Linked DNA regions of Sus scrofa: region 2 is linked to region 1. The links are chromatin contacts, called in public Hi-C maps. All regions are on one chromosome and are shown on one strand. The core of a region is the stretch at or near the end of the contact, and the rest is flanking DNA. Distances in the headings are between cores, read along the strand shown.

The links. Hi-C and Micro-C count contacts between places; a contact is called where the count stands out from the background.
Region 2: a Hi-C map of embryonic fibroblasts shows a contact between it and region 1, with 1.8 times the contacts expected there. The contact joins the promoter of FAM186B here to the promoter of SPATS2 in region 1. A contact is called at or near these places in 2 of 47 Hi-C or Micro-C datasets (embryonic fibroblasts and fetal heart ventricle) and 1 of 2 datasets of contacts at active chromatin or transcription factors (alveolar macrophages).

What each region holds. Positions count from the first base shown.
Region 1 is chr5:15,345,767-15,349,151 of Sscrofa11.1, reverse strand. SPATS2 (spermatogenesis-associated serine-rich protein 2) reads right to left here and starts at 1,530. Exons shown (of 13, transcript XM_021091602.1): 1 at 1,220-1,530.
Region 2 is chr5:15,568,754-15,571,978 of Sscrofa11.1, reverse strand. It overlaps FAM186B (protein FAM186B), which reads left to right and starts at 1,321. Exons shown (of 10, transcript XM_021091213.1): 1 at 1,321-1,413; 2 at 1,467-1,848. The coding sequence starts at 1,321. It overlaps PRPF40B (pre-mRNA-processing factor 40 homolog B), which reads right to left and starts at 1,839. Exons shown (of 25, transcript XM_021091619.1): 1 at 1,320-1,839. The coding sequence starts at 1,322.

The sequences.
Region 1 (3,385 bases), core at 281-2,780:
ACATAATGGTAACTACAATTTCAAAATCAGGAGTCATATCTAGTACCATTCAAAATCTGGTCTGGAAATCCACATATCAAGGAAATGTACAGATCATAACCCCAGAAATACTTCCCCACAATATTTTCAAATCACCTTAATTCAAACTGGAAGGTACAAGGCAGCCTGATAATTTGAAATCGGCATCAAGAATTTCTTGAGGCAGAACCCAAATGCTCTCACAAGCATAAAACCAGTGGCAGGTGGTACGTGACCATTTCTCATCGAGAAACTGTAATTCTAACAAAGTACAAGTAACTTAGATTTTATCAAGGCTAAATAAAAACAAACTTGTGGTTCTCTCCCAAACATCCTAAACTCTGCATTATCAATAACTAAACTCAAAGCACAATTCCTATTTTTAGTGGTCTGTCCTCTCTTGCTTCATTAACCACAGGTAAATTATACAGAGGGGAAAGAAATATTACAAGCATGTTTTATCAATGAAATAAATGGACTACACAGGATAACCATATTATTAAGAGTGTCTTGTACTCCTTGGCAGAGGGACATGCCAGAGAAAGATCCATCTTCTAAAAGAAGCCAGTCATCCTGGATGAATTAGGAGAAAAATGCCACTCCAGTCCACCTACCCTATACTCTCTAACTGGATTTACCCTTCCGCTTTAATTCAAATCCAAACCGCATTTATTTTCTTTCTCTGCCCCTCTTTGCTTTATTTTCCGTTCCGTTTCCCGCCCCTCCTCAATTCCAAGAATGCCCTTCTATCTCTTATTTTTAAATCCTACTTTGCCTCCAAATCCTAAGAACCTCCGATAGCCACACAGCTGACCTTACGCATCCCCGATGAATTCTCAATTCATTGTACTTCTCATACCAAACGATCCATTCTTTCATGCCTTTCGATCTCTCGTCTCTTAAAATCCAGTGCCCCACACAAGCTCACACCAAGAGTCCCCCCCTCACTCCATTGTTTCCCCGGCCTATGCTTCTGGAAACCCCCCAATTCGGACCCGGTGTCTTCCGCCCGCCCCACTGACCCCAGAAACCTTTCACCATCTGGGCACTCCAGGTCCCAAGGACTCACATCCCCCTCCTCTCGGTACCCCAACCCCCAACTACTGCCCCCTCCCCCGTGCCCTCCCTCAAGCCCGCTCTTTACACCTCTGTGCCCCTCTTCATCCCCCACCAACCCTCCGCCCAGCACCCTCAGCCTCACCTACCCCGGGCCTCCGCAGTCTCCGCGTCCCCCCAGTTCCGGCTCTGCGTCCGGGACGCTCCGGGGTCTGAGAAGAGGAAAGGAGCTCCTCCGCCGCCTCCTCCGGCTCTTCTAGAGCCACCTCCGTCGCCGCCGCGCTCCTCCCCCAGCTCTCTCGGAGCCGGGCGCCGCCCCGCCCCTCCGCCCCTTTCCTCGCTACCCTCCTCAGCCGGGTGGCGGGCTGGGAATCGCAGCGGCGGCTGGGGGCCGAAGTGCCAGCGGATCTACACCGACCTCGCCGGGGCTCGAGCTCTTCGCCCCGCCCCGCAGCCCGCTCGGGCGCGTGCGCGCCGGCCAGCCAGCGCACAGGGCGCGTGCTCGCGCCGGCGCGAACTCGGCGCGCCGAGCTCGAGGCCGTTGCAGCCAACCGGTGCGCGAGGGAGGCGTGAGGCGGCCGGCCAGCCGAGGAGCTGCGCGCGGGGAAGCTCGCGGAGAGAGGCGCCTCCAGTCCGTCGGGTTACCGCTCCTCTCGTGGACCGGTCCCTCGCGCTTCGCACTGCCCGCCGGGCCGGGCACCCGAGTTGAGGGAGCTCGGATGTCCGGGGATTGGGAAGAACGAGGAAGGGAAGGGATAGGAGGAATAGGTAGGGAACAAAGTAGATGGACGTGAGGACGGGTGGGGCAAGAGATCGTGCCCTCGTGCAGAATGGCCCGTGCCCCGAAAGAGCCGGGCGGAGTGGGGTGGGGGGCACAGCGCGTGCTGGTAGTAGAGGGCCTGAGCTGGAACTGCCGGAAAGAGCCGAAACTCCCCGGAGGTTGCCGAAGGCGGCCGCCTCGAAGGGAACCTCGAGAGGGGCTTTTCTCTCTAGGTCCAGGCGGGGACTTGGTCTCCCAGGCTTCTCCCGCTTCCCGTGCCACGACTCTGCCCCAACAGCTTAACACCACTTTCACTTTTGCCTCTGTCCCGACCCAAGATTTACTCCAAAAGGCCATTTCAGAACCACTGACTACGGGAAATGTCCTGATTCCGTAGCCACTCAGCCTCCTGGGAATCCATACAGGCTGGTAAGGAGTTGGTGGGGAGCAGTGCACCTCCCCAGCTGGGCAGAGGATAACTTCGGGAGCAAACTGAGGGACCTCTGCCATGACCCCGGACACAACTGCCCAAGTCCATTTCCTCGTTGGATTTCTAGTCTACTGAGTTGTCTGCATCCCTTTAGGCGGCTGTGGTCAGTTACACTGACGGTCGAATCTTTATGTTAAATATTCTTCTGTCTTCGTGGTTAGTTTCCCAAGCACCCCAAGGCCAGAACCATTTCTAATTGTGCACCTTTCTAGACAGTGTTCACGTGTGAAGCACTCACCGCATTGCCAAAGGGGTTGATGATTAGGAGTGGCTTAAAGGTCGGGTATTTAGGCAATCAACCTTGAAAATGTGATTAAGAATCTGTCCCCGTGTTCTTAACTTTTGAGACCAAAGCAAAAGGGGCTCTGGACAGGCACCAATGACAAGCCAGAGTGTATATGAGCGTATATAGGCACCACAGAAACAGTGTAGTTTTGGTTTTCACAGATTTGTTATTACAGTTTCAGGACAAGTAATGGAATAGTGTAATCTCTGCCAAGTCATCAGGTCCTTTGGTTTTTAACTTTGCAAGGAGTGAAGGATCAAAAATCCTCTGGAGCCCACTGGCCCCTAGTTAAATAATGCCTAACCTAATCCACCCATATCATTTACAGATCTAAAGAAAAAGGACTAGGTAGGTCATCCCACTAGTTAGGGCAGTATACCATGTGCTGCTTACTACTGAATCTTTCAAAGACTCAAATAGAAGTAAAACTGTTCTCTTTTCATTAGATAAATTGATCACCCAATGAGCAGTGGGCATTGTTCTAGATGTGGGTCACTTAACAGAATAAAACTAGATCATTATCCTCAAGGAGGGTATCCAGTTGTAATGGAGGATAAAGCTATTAAATAATTAACTATATCATGTGATAAGTGCTGAAACAGAAAAGTGCAGAGTGGTGTAGGAACAAAGAGAATGAGTGACTAATTCTTCCACAATTCCCCTTCCTTTCCATAAAGTGTAGGAATGAATGGGATGATATGACCCTGGTTAATAGGAAACTTCATACTGAAAAATGAGACCTGAACCAGTAGGATCCAAGATCTTATTCCATAAT
Region 2 (3,225 bases), core at 72-2,571, 220 kb before region 1:
GTGTTGGAAAATGAAGGCTGGAAGGCACATCTCCCAGAAAGAAGTAGCCATCATCAAAGAGAAAAGTACAAGGGAGTCTGAGAGACTGGTTGACTCCCCTGTAGCCTATTTTCTACTTGCTGCCTTTCTGCAGCTGCCCTAGACAGCATCAGCCTCTCCTTCCATGTTTTCCAGATTGGCCTAGTCCCCACTCCCCTGTACCAGCCTGATTATTCCTCCTGCTCCCAAAGACTCTAGAAAATATCTTCCATTGCTTCTCTCTGATCCTGCCGTCTCCTCATCACTCTCCAGCTGATGAACAGAATGTTTTCTGGTCATCTTTCCTGGGTTAGGACTCAACCTCCTCCTTAAAGAGTTTCCCCATCCCTCCAACAGGATTCCAGAGGCGCTGGCTAGCCTGCCCCAGCCCTGCTTTGTGCCTCCCATCCCCCCACCTCCCTGGGGATTTTCTGCAGCCCCAGCTGAAGGCCTGCCTCCACGTTCAACCTTCTTTCCTTTGCTTCCCCACATCCTAGAACCCATTCTCCTGAACTCTCCCCTCAAGAATCATCCCATTTGGGAGCAGGAAGGGACCTGGGATGTCATTTTCATGCATCTTCCTTTTTTTTTTTTTTTTTTAACTTAAATCGATGGGAAATCTAAGGCCCAAAGAAAAGTAGTGACTTGCCCAAGGTCACACAGAGATGTTACACAGTTTGTGGACTGCAGAGCCAGGGTTGGGACCGAGGGGCCTCTGCCCTTCCATTTCTTGACTTGTCCAGCACTGGGTGGGGGCCGGAAGCCTCTCTTTCCTCAGGAGACGATGCCCCCTCCTCACCTCAGGAGACAATGTGGGGAAATGAAGGAGGGGGTCTCCAAGAGGTCTTATGGGGCATCCAGGGCTTCCGAAGGGTCCAAGCACTGAGTCTGGGGAAGGGGCATGTCGCAGGCCAAATATCGCAAGAGGGGAAACTGTGGCCCCCAGCTTTCCCCTAGTCCCGCGGTTCCCACATTTCTCTCGCCCCTCTCTTCCTCCCCGACATTTCTCCACAAACCTACCCTGCATCCCTTCCTCCTCCTCACCCAGTCGCGCAACTCTAGTTCCCCTCAGCCCCCAACCCCCCGCCATCCTCCATCATGGCCTCCCCCGCCCCTTCTCCCCCAAATCCCCGCCCCCTCCCCCCTCCCAGGCTCCTCTCCCTAACCCCCCCAATCCCCCTGTTCTACCCCGGAGTCCTAGGTACCCCCGACGGCCTCCCCGGGCCCCGGGTCCGGGCCCGGGCAGCCGGGGGCGCTATGGGACCGCCCCGGGCCCCTCCACCCCCGCGCGGGGACGTTACCATGCCAGAGCCTCCGAGCAGCTGGGCCGGCTGGTCCCACCCGCCAGTAAAAGCCGCTCTGATTGGCCCGGCCGCAGCCGGGAAGGCGGGGCCAGTGGGGGGTCGCACCCCTTGGTGGCCCGGGCTCCGGTCGCTCCCGCCGACCAGCTAGGTCCCCCACCGGCCCGGAGCGCCCAGGCCCAGCCCCGCCCCCGGCACGGAGAGCCAGGCCCCGCCCCCGCGCCGCCGGCTCCGGGGTCCGCCCACCGGGGGGCGTGGCGCGCCTGCTCCGGGCTCCTGGCTCCCCCGGACCGCCTGCGGGCTGCCGCCCCGGGGCCGCCCACCTCCCCAGCGCGGGTCCGGCCCCTCGGCCGGCGCCCACGACTCTCCCGCCTGCCCTCCCTTCCCGCCGGCCGCCTCCAGACCACCTCCCGCAGTTTCCCGGCCTTCGCTGCTAGGCTGGCGCGTCCGCGGCGCTCCGACCGACTGGATCCCGCGCGCCCGCTCCCAGGACCAGGGGCTGGACCCAAGATTCATTCCGAATATAGGGGTATCGTTGCACTTCACAAAGCGTTTTTTACTCGATGTGTAGCTATTTTTCATTTTAACTCACTCATTCAACAGCGATTTATTGAGCACCTGTTACATGCCAGGAACTGTTCCAAGCACTGGGCAGACAGCAGTTGGGGAAAAGAAAAAAGCAGACAGACTCCCCGAAACCCCTGCCCTCATGGGCGTACATGGGCTTTTCACAGGACCCCAAAGTTACTTCTTTGGAGATTTAACTCCCACCAAGTGGTGAAGTTGAGAGGCTCCCTATTTACTTTAAGGAATAAAAATGCGAGATAATATCATGTTGTACAGATAAGGAATTATAAGCTGAAAGTCTCAGGGCTAGTAAGTTACAGAGCTCCAGGCGTAGAGCAGCAGAAAGGTCCAACACCATCTCTCCAAGACCTTCGTAATGGTTCTTTTTCCTCTATTCTTCAACACTTAGCTGAGCCTGTGCTCTGTGCTTGGTACTGTGTTAGGTCCTGAATACACAAAGACCTCTGAGCCAGGTCCCTGATTGCAAGGAGCTTAGAGTCTAGCCAGGGAGAAATAGGAGAACAACACGAAGCAGAAGTCTTAAATTAAAGGTGACAAATGGGAGGGAAGGAAGAGAGTTATTCTCCGCTGCTGGGGTGAGAAACTTCATGTGGTTTTCATCATAATACCTTAAGTGGCCTCAAATGAGGGCTCAGGCCTGTAGTTTTCAAACATTATTGTTGAGCTCTCTAGGCATTGCAGAAGTGATTCAGAAATTCCATAGACTTTTGTCAATCACATTTTATTTTTACAGTTTTTCTTTTTTCTCTTCTCTCTTTTTCTTTTTTAGGGCTGCACCTGTGGCATATAGAAGTTCCTGGGCTAGGGGTTGAATCAGAGCTGCAGCTGCCGGTGACACCAGATCCTTGACCCACTGAGAGAGATCCAACCAGCATCCTCATGGATACTATGTCAGGTTCTTAACCCTCTGAGCCACAACGGAAACTCCTGGTTTTTTTTAATGAGATATTTTTTAGAACACATAGACATCTACTTTTATTTTATTTTTGTCTTTTGGGGGCCGCATCTGCAGCATATTGAATCAGAGCTGCAGCTGCTGGCCTACACCACAGCCACAGCAATGAGGGATCTGAGCTTTGTCTTTGACGTACACCACAGCTCACAGAAATGCCAGAGCCTTAGCCCACTGAGCAAGGCCAGGGATGGAACCTGCATCCTCATGGATGCCAGTCAGATTTGTTTCCCCTGAGCCACAACCCAAACTCTGACACCTGTTTTAAAGAAAAGAGTCGAATAATTATGTAAGATTTGTTAAGAAAAACAGCTGAGCCCTGCCTCCATCGTCTCTCCCTCCTGGAGAGCAGCCATATTCAGCTCT